Linked DNA regions of Mus musculus: regions 1 and 3 are each linked to region 2. Evidence: chromatin contacts called from public HiChIP or PLAC-seq and promoter capture Hi-C data. All regions are on one chromosome and are shown on one strand. Each heading gives the region's core, a stretch centred on a gene start, on an enhancer-like site or on the middle of the called end of the contact. The rest is flanking DNA. Distances are from core to core; before and after follow the strand shown.

Evidence for each region. HiChIP or PLAC-seq counts read pairs in DNA pulled down with a chosen protein or histone mark. Capture Hi-C pulls out chosen DNA fragments and counts their contacts.
Region 1: a contact with region 2 is called in a promoter capture Hi-C map of adipose tissue. The contact joins the promoter of Rsph3a here to the promoter of Mpc1 in region 2. A contact is called at or near these places in 4 of 39 promoter capture datasets (the HPC-7 cell line, hematopoietic stem and progenitor cells, neutrophils and 1 more), 1 of 115 datasets of contacts at active chromatin or transcription factors (bone marrow-derived macrophages) and 2 of 9 other capture datasets (adipose tissue and liver).
Region 3: an H3K27ac HiChIP or PLAC-seq map of regulatory T cells shows a contact between it and region 2, with 4 times the contacts expected there. The contact joins the enhancer-like site here to the promoter of Mpc1 in region 2. A contact is called at or near these places in 7 of 39 promoter capture datasets (the C10 cell line, the HPC-7 cell line, HPC-7-derived erythroid cells and 5 more), 1 of 15 datasets of contacts at CTCF or cohesin (large pre-B cells), 3 of 484 Hi-C or Micro-C datasets (CD4 T cells, cortical neurons and stem cell-derived neural stem cells), 6 of 115 datasets of contacts at active chromatin or transcription factors (acute myeloid leukemia, effector CD8 T cells, memory CD8 T cells and 3 more) and 2 of 9 other capture datasets (adipose tissue and liver).

What each region holds. Positions count from the first base shown.
Region 1 is chr17:7,944,282-7,946,981 of GRCm38.p6, reverse strand. It overlaps Rsph3a (radial spoke 3A homolog (Chlamydomonas)), which reads right to left and starts at 1,368. Exons shown (of 8, transcript NM_025789.5): 1 at 679-1,368. The coding sequence starts at 1,172. All of the region lies in intron 4 of Gm1604a (predicted gene 1604A), which reads left to right.
Region 2 is chr17:8,282,442-8,285,141 of GRCm38.p6, reverse strand. It overlaps Mpc1 (mitochondrial pyruvate carrier 1), which reads right to left and starts at 1,355. Exons shown (of 5, transcript NM_018819.5): 1 at 1,181-1,355. The coding sequence starts at 1,251.
Region 3 is chr17:7,867,944-7,870,643 of GRCm38.p6, reverse strand. The region is part of intron 5 of Gm1604a (predicted gene 1604A); the gene reads left to right. Among named protein-coding and RNA genes, the nearest start is that of AU041480, 32 kb to the right of the region's middle. Within about 2 kb of position 1,358, at least 43 of the 459 cell types and tissues checked have an H3K27ac peak or open chromatin away from gene starts, as enhancers often do. A contact at or near this core is called in acute myeloid leukemia, memory CD8 T cells and regulatory T cells, where this site is marked.

The DNA.
Region 1 (2,700 bases), core at 119-2,618, 340 kb after region 2:
ATTGCTTTGATACACAGATAAGTTAGTCAACATGTTACTTCAACATAAAAAAAATCAACTTGTTACAAAAAAAAAAAAAATCAGACATCCTATTGCTTCTGCCTCTGGGATAACAGGTCTGTCTCAGGCCTGGCTGAGGGTTACAAGTTCAACCACCACTTCAATTTACACTGAGCACTTCCTATGTGTTAGGCAAGGTTCTAGGTGAACAAAAGGTGTAGAGCGAAAGCTTGCATTCTCAAACCCTGCTATTCCAAAACGTGAAGCTTATAGAAAGAACTCTGAAATCTTTATTACATATACAGGCCTGAATATTTGCAAACATTCACTAGGGTAACTGTATGTTTTATGGTCCTGCATGGAGGGCTAACCTAATTCCACCCAGTCTGGTATGAAAGGCTAGCTTTATGTGGCTGGCTTTCTCAGTTGGTACATGCTATCCTCTGTGCTTCATTTTCCTCATCTGCATGATGGAGTGACACCAACTTGGCCGAACTGTGGACTAAGAATGTGTAGGTGAATGCCCCCGTATGGTGTTTGGTGGTGTCCATAACCATTCGTGTACGTGTCGTGGCTCAGACCAGCTGTGCCTCTGTTTAACCACATAGCTGTGTAGACACGGGAAAGCAGAAGGGATGCAAAAACGGAGACCAGACAGGAGCTACTTTGGTCACTCACGGCTGCAAAATGCTGTCTCGGTGGCGGCGGCGCTGGCAAGCCACGGCCCGGGGCCTGCTGGAATAGGTGTAGAGGCCTGAGGCCTCGGCTGTCCGAGGGTTAGGGTCTGTCATCGCCGAAGCCTGGTTGAGCGTCGAACTGCTTCCCCTCCGGTGAAGGTGGGCTCTGAAGCAGGTTGGGGCTAAGGAGTCGTCGTAGTCGGAGACTTGTAAGTAGTGCCAAGGGCAGGGATGCTGCGACCCGAGAGGACGCCGCTCTCGGAGAAACGGGCGGAGCGCGAGGGGGACAGTTGCGCCCCCATCGGTTGCCGAGCAACCCGAGGTTCCGCCTGGAGGCAGGAACTCCAGGCAGTTCCGGCCAGCTGGGTTTCCGGAAGGGTCTGTAGTAAAGGGCACTTCCGGCTCGCGGCCCCGCCCACCTGCTGGTCGTCGGGCGCGCTGGTGCAGTGGCCGCTTCTTGGCAGGCAGGGCCGCCCAAATGTTGGTGGCGGCCATTGGGGCGAAGGTAACGCCGTTTGGCCCGGCGCGGGGGCTGCTGTCAGCGCCATCCCAGCAGGCCCATGTGCTCCTGATCTTTCAAGGGCCTCCCCCGGTCGTTTCTTCTCCTGCCACGCCGCCGCGCTCCAGGCTCCCCGGGCGGTGACACGCCCTTGGCAGCCTGGCTCCCCGCTCTGTTACGCGCTGGGGCACAGGCGGGCGGGGCGGGCTGTCTCCTGTTTCCCGTTTCCTCCTCCGCTAACTGGCGTGGATTGCCACGCCTGCCTTCTCCACTCACCTTGGGCTCTCATTGGGCCATCCTTTGGACTTGTAACGTTTGGAAAGGGCTGGGTAGGTTGTTGATCAAGCAGGTTTCCTTTATGCTTTCATCCTGCAGGCGACCAAGAGCAACGCGTTTTAGGATTTAATTTTAAAACTTTAAAGAGGTTAATTTTTTTTTAATGTGTAAAGTGTATGCATCCCTTGTGATTATGTGGGTTTGCAGTTAACACCTTCAGTGCAGCTAAGTCCTACCTTGGCTTTAATCGCTCTTCTGCAGTGTACTAGCCCAGCAACACGTGGGCGAATGGTTATAATTTCTGTGCTTATATGCTTTGTTTTTCCAGTCTACAGAAGTAGAATTTATCCCTTAGGGTTTGTAAGGATTTAAAGTGTTAATCGAAGCTTCAGTACTTAGAACTGTACCTGCAAGTTTACCGTTTAAAGCAGACAGTCACCATTCTATAAGTATACTAAAAAGTGTGTGGTAAATGCTATAGACAGACACTGCTGAAGACTTTCAGTCTGACTGATTTTGAGGAATCTTTTGAGAAAGTGACATTGAAGTGAATATAATGTCGAGGTTAGCATCTGGGGAAAAGGTACCTCTTGAATGTCGTGGATGGGGCCATTTCTTAGAGGCTAAAAGCAAGCTTGTCGATCCGAGTTTGCACCAGAACCCACACGGAGTAGCAGAGACAAAATTCAGACGCACACACTAACAAGTGGGTGTGATCAGAGGTTCATAAGTCTGAGATGTAGAAATCCAGGAGGGTGTGTGTTGACGACTTGCAGAAATACTAAAGAAAAGTTGACATAGGTTTGTAGAAATGTTGAACAGTTTATCAGAATGTTTTTGCCCCCTTGGAACAGGAAACCAGTTCCAAACAGCTAAAGCAATAAAGTGTTCTCTCACTTAAGTTCAGAGATAAAATCTGGGCTTTGAGTACCCTGTTGTCCAGGAGAAAGGGGGAGCAAATGAGTTATTTAACTAGGGAAGAGTGGGTACTGAGTGGGTAGCTAACTGTGCCATCCAAGCCATAACTGGGGTTTATTAATAATGTGATAGCTACTAAACGTTCTGTAGGTTTCTACCCACAGTCTGGTTCTCTTTATTTGACTCCCAGGGCAATCTCATTTACTTCTTTGGTTATAGTAGCACTTATATATTTGTGATAATAAAATCTTTTGTGGAGAGTCTCTCTCAGGTGACAATCCCAGATATCTGTGTTTGGCATGATTGTCTTGCATCCAGTTGTCTGAAATT
Region 2 (2,700 bases), core at 106-2,605:
AACTCAAGAGATCCTCCAGCTTGTCTCCCTTGTGCTGGGATTAAAGGCGAATGCCACCACTGGCAGGCTCGGTATTGACCACTGAGAAGAAAATTAAAAAGCAGCCCTCCACTTATCTAACTTTAAAATCACAAGAAAATAAAACTATGCTTGGAAATATTGTAATCGGTTTCTAAATTTTGTGAGATCCTTAAAATAGAATCAGGCACCAGGAAATTATAACTGAAAATGAATTCTGGAAAGTGCTTCTTCAACCTCTCAATGTCAAGCCCTCGGGACACACACCTTGCAAGTAAATGCCTCTTCTCAGACGCACTGCGTGGCTGCGACACATGATTGTCCGGTCCCCCTCCCCCAAGCACCGTCAAATGGAAAACAAACAAACAAAAAAACAAACAAAAAACCAAAAAAAAAAAAAAACCCCGCCCTCTGTGCTGCAAATTCTAGCTCCCATTACCCGGATCCCGGCACATTCCAGCACCGCTCCCGCCAAGTCCCGGGCCGGGAGACGAGGAGGGGGATGGTAGCACCCAGTGTCCCCACGTCAACCCACGCAAGGGCATCCTGACTGCCTGCCCAGGAGCGGTGTTCGTCCGGTCGGTCACGAGCCGGAGCGGCGTCCCTGCAGTCACACCGCGTCTTTCAGTCAAGGACTGGAGCTCTGTTCCCTGTCACCAGCCATTCCCTGGGTCGTCCTGCCCGGGAGCGCTGTCCGCTCGGTCACTTGTCGTCCTCTCAGTCACGGGTGGGAGCGCTGTCCCCTCGGGCATGGGTGGGAGAGGCGTCCCCTCCGGCACAGGTTGGGGCGGGGTCCCCAGTCACACCATGTCTTTCAGTTCGCGGGGCTGGAGCTGTTCCCTGTCACCTGCCATTCCCTAGGTCGCCTTAACCAAGAGCGCTGTACCCTCAGTAACCTGCGGTCCCTTAGGTCACGGGTGGGAGCTACGTCCCCTGAGTCCTGCTGTCCCTTCAGGCACGGGTGTGAGCGCTGTCCCTTCTGCCCTCCTAGTCACAGGTAGGAGCGCCATCCCCTCGGTCACTTGCTGTACCCTCGGGAGCGCCGTCCCCTCGGGCACCGGTAGGAGCGCGTTCCACCCGTGCGCCGCTCTCCTACCTTGGCACGGCGCCGCAGGGTTTTCCCGCAGCGGGCGGCTCCCCCACGGCCTACCATGACGCTCACCTCATGAGATAGTCCCGGAAGTCCTTGCTCCGGACATAGTCCGCCGCTTTGCGCACCAGCGCTCCAGCCATGGCCGTGCCGTTGGCGGTGAAGCCGCTACCTAGACAGATGACACCGCTGTGGACTCGGCTGAGGCCCTCGGCGCTCTCACCCCAGCGCCCGCCTCACGACACTCGGAGAAGCCTTACGACCGCTCGGCGCTCCACCAATGAGAACGCGCTAGACCGCAGAGCGCGTCCGGGATTGGCTGCCGCGGTCGACACACCCCCCGCCTGCCCTCGGGGCGGTGCGCGCCGCGGGGCTGCCGTCGTAAAAGGGCCCGGCGGCCCGGACGACTGGCGGTTGCTAGGGGCTGCGAGGGTGACACTCCTCTGCCCGGGGGTCCTGGGCAGGCTTCCGGGGTCTCAGCGGGGCGTGGTGGGCAGGTCGGGCTCCTGTCACCCCTCGCCTGTCCCTTTGCCCCGCGGGCGGCTGCACAGAGACGGTGAGATCCTGCAAACCGGCGGCGACCGGCTTGGGATGGAGTCACCGAGTGCAGAGGAGGGAGGCAGTTAAAAATAGCTAAGAGCCTCAGTCTCCAGAAGTGTGGCTGCCCACGTGTGGAAAGCACAGGTTACATAAGTGCCCGGAGCGTGCATACTGCAGCTTTAGCCTGTACACCCGCAGAGGCTCAGAGCCACACCCCAGACATGGCGGGGGGGGGGGGGGCAGAATGCAGAGAGAGTTGAGCCGGAGGTAATGAGAAGGGCCTGGCTACATTTCCTGTCACCACTACCACTCTTGAGGAGAGGAAAGGTGACAGAATCCCTTCCGCCGTAAACCGGATCGCGTGAAGAACACAACTGCCTTCAGGCTGCTCGCAGCCACACCCGAGTAGGCCACACCGCGCTAAGGGTCGCTAAGGCCCGTCCCCTGAGTTCGTGCCAGTGTCAGTCTTTGTTTACCAAAAGGAGGCTGAAGACGACCTTCCCCTTATAGGGAAGGGTCTGCAGGGCCCGGACTGCAGCGCTCTTGCCAGGTTTGCTCCGGAAGCCCTGGCTGTGTTCCATCTCCAGCACTGCCGTAAACCAGGCTGGGTGGTGGGAAGTTCAAGGTCACCACTGAGTCCTCGGGGTGGGGCTTGGGGCGAAAGTTATTAAACGAATGGTAATCTTCTGTGGTTTTCCCCTTCTATGCATAGTAAATATGTGCAGCTTTTCTCAGATTTAATTTTTGCCGGTTTATTCTAACAATCTTCCGAGAATAGAGGGGACTCTCTTCCTTACCAAAACCGAACCTGAAGCGGGCCTTGGTGGCAAATGAGTTTGATCCCAGCACCGAAGATGCAGAGGCAGAGGCAGAGGCAGGAGGATTTGAGTTCAAGGCCAGCCGTGTCTATATAGCTAGTTCTGTAGCCCTGGCTACTCAGAGAAACCCTGTCTCAAACAAAATTTAAAAAACGAAAAACAAAAAACAAGGCCAGGCAAAAAAAACAAAACAAAAAAAAAAAAAAACACACAAACAGCAACAACAACAAAAGC
Region 3 (2,700 bases), core at 109-2,608, 410 kb after region 2:
TACTGATGTTAGCTTATGTTGTAGAACGATGTCAGGGAACCTCGGGTCAGAGAAGCTGCCCGCTGCATCAGATCAGCTGCGCCTGCTTGCAAGAATCCATAATTACAGCATTTATAGCCTGTTCCCATTCTCTCTGGGGCCGGAGTAGAGGGGCTGGCAGTCACGGGAGCCTATCCACTCCTCCAAGCCTCTCGTCTGCAATTCTGCTTTAATTGCAAGAGACATCCTGATCTTGGGAGACAACAGAATTTGTAGATTTGTAGGCTGCAGAAATGAAAGGGGCCCCGTCTAGGCAGCTATGGGGAAGCCATCATCCATGCTGGTCAAAGAATTTGCATGTGGCTACAGTAAATCCTCCTCCCATCCATGCTCTCTGAGGAACCCCAACCTACTTTTTAGCTGACCAGGGTGGACACTGGCAGAATCTGTTCTTTGCTGTGTTGTTAGGACCTCACGGGGAGGGGTGATATTGTCTCTGTCTCCCCAGGGAAGGGGTCTTCACAGTAGTTGTGATGCACTGTAGCATCTACAGATACCTTGAAGCCTTTGAAGTGTGAACACCTTATGTCCCGGGTCCACCCTTTTGGCTTCTCTGGCTGTGTTGTAATCTACAACGTTCAAGCTCAAGAAAAGCACAATTCAGTTATTGAAAAAAATGCAAAAAACCCCAAAACAACAACAAAAAGCACCCCAAAACAAAACAAAAGAACAAAACCAAAAACCAAAACCAAACCAAACAAACAAACAAAACCCCTTTCCTCATGGCATTTTATGTAGGTTTATGATTTTGTGTTGACCTACAGTTGTCCCTGGCCTGAGGTTTAGACATCCTGGGACATATGACATTTATATATTCAAGTATTTGGTTCCTTGCTAGTAAATTGAAATTAACCTTAATCCCATTTTAAAAAAAAACCAAATCATTTTTATTTCTTAATTATGTATCCGTCAGATCTCCTAGAAATACAGGTGGTTGAGCCCCTGGGATGAGAACCCAACTTGGAGCCGTTTTGAGAATAGTGCATGCTCTTAACTGCTGAACCATCTCTCCTGTTCACCTCTCCTGAAAGAGCTTCTGTGGATTTGCCATGTTCCCTGTGAGATGCAGAAGAGAGCGGGGTGTTCCCAAGTGACGATAAGTGCTTATGACCCCAGGTAGACCCACACACCTTCGTAGAGACTTTATTGACTCCCAAGCCTCACTCAGACTTTTGCTCTAATTTCTCTGCTGTCTGGGGAGCTTTGGGAACATGGCGTACAAGTGGTAGCTGAGGAGAGGAAGTTCCTGTCGCTGTCCCAGAGAATCCGACCCCATCTTTCACATCCTCTTTGCATTCCCCAGGCCCTCTGACCGCAGTCAGGTCTCCACTGCATAAGGCTTCATTCAAATAGATCCTTAAATGCACCAGTCTGTCCTCTGCAGTCTCTCTTCCTCTTCCCTCCTTTCCTCTCATCAGTGCCCCAACATCTCTCTATCCCTCCATCCTGCCTCAGTTACCAGAAGCACCCCGCCTAGAGACTTCTGCCACTGAGATCGGGTGGTGCCCTCAGGTTTTTCCTTGTCTATGCCCCTCACCCCCACCCTGTACAGATGTCCTGGGATCAGAGGCTGCTGGGAATGGGGGGGGGGGGAGGGTGGTGTGGACTTCTCCACTGCATGATCTTAATTTCTATAGGAGGAGAGACAGCAAGGAAGACTGTTTCTGTCCCAGACTGCAGTGGCTTTCCTGTAAGGGCTCCCAACAGCTGTGCAAAAGCAGAACCTGTCTAGACTGGGGGCTCCCAAGGCTGGGAAAGAGGTTGTCCCAGCGGTGAGTTCTCCGTGGGGGAAAGAGCAAGGTCGCCCTCTACAGGCAGCAGTGGGCTCTGTTGTATCTTCAGAGTTGCTGACTTCTCAGCTCTGCCTGTGTAGACATGAATTGGTGTTGAAGGTAGCCTGGAATGGGGCCTTGAGAGAATCCCGGGGTAAAGAGGGCTGCAGTGTAGTTCTTCTGAAGCCACTTTGGCCTTCTCGATGTGCCCCACTGCCAGGAGTAGCGTCTGTGTTCTTCTTGGCTCCACAGTCATGCCGTTTTAATTTCATCTAACTCCCCCCATGCAAAGGGCTTTCTTTAGGTAAGAACCGAGGCTTTGGTTTCATCGAGATCAGTTCTGGGGTTCCTGAGTTTCTCACCATCTGTGTGACCCACTCACTGCCCAGGACCTCGTTGCAGTAGTAGCCGGTGTATCCCTGCCCAAGGTGAGCTCTGGGAAATGTCGAGACTATTGAGCTCCGTTGTTGTGGGCAGCATCTGACCTGCGAGTGCTGAATGCTCAGATGCTGGGACAAATGTCTGTCCTGCTTGGGGCAGGTGAGCACTTTAACAATCTCATCTTTAGGGCTATCCATCGAGAAGATTGTAAATAACTGCTTGCTGCTTTTGTGATTTTTTTTTTCCCTTATGTTTGGTGATTCCTTTTGGGGCTACATCCACACGGTGCCAAAAGTACCCAGGTAACTCAGTAAGCACCTCTCAGATCATCCATGTAACATGTGTGACGCTCTCTCCTCCTTACCCCTTGCCCTGCTGGAAGGGAGTTAGCCTAAACCAGAATAAACACGTTGATCAATGGTACCCCAGCACTCACACCAGTGATGCAGGGTCAGGGATATCTGTCTGCTTGGAGGATCGATTGGTAAGGGGTAGATGGAGAATTGCC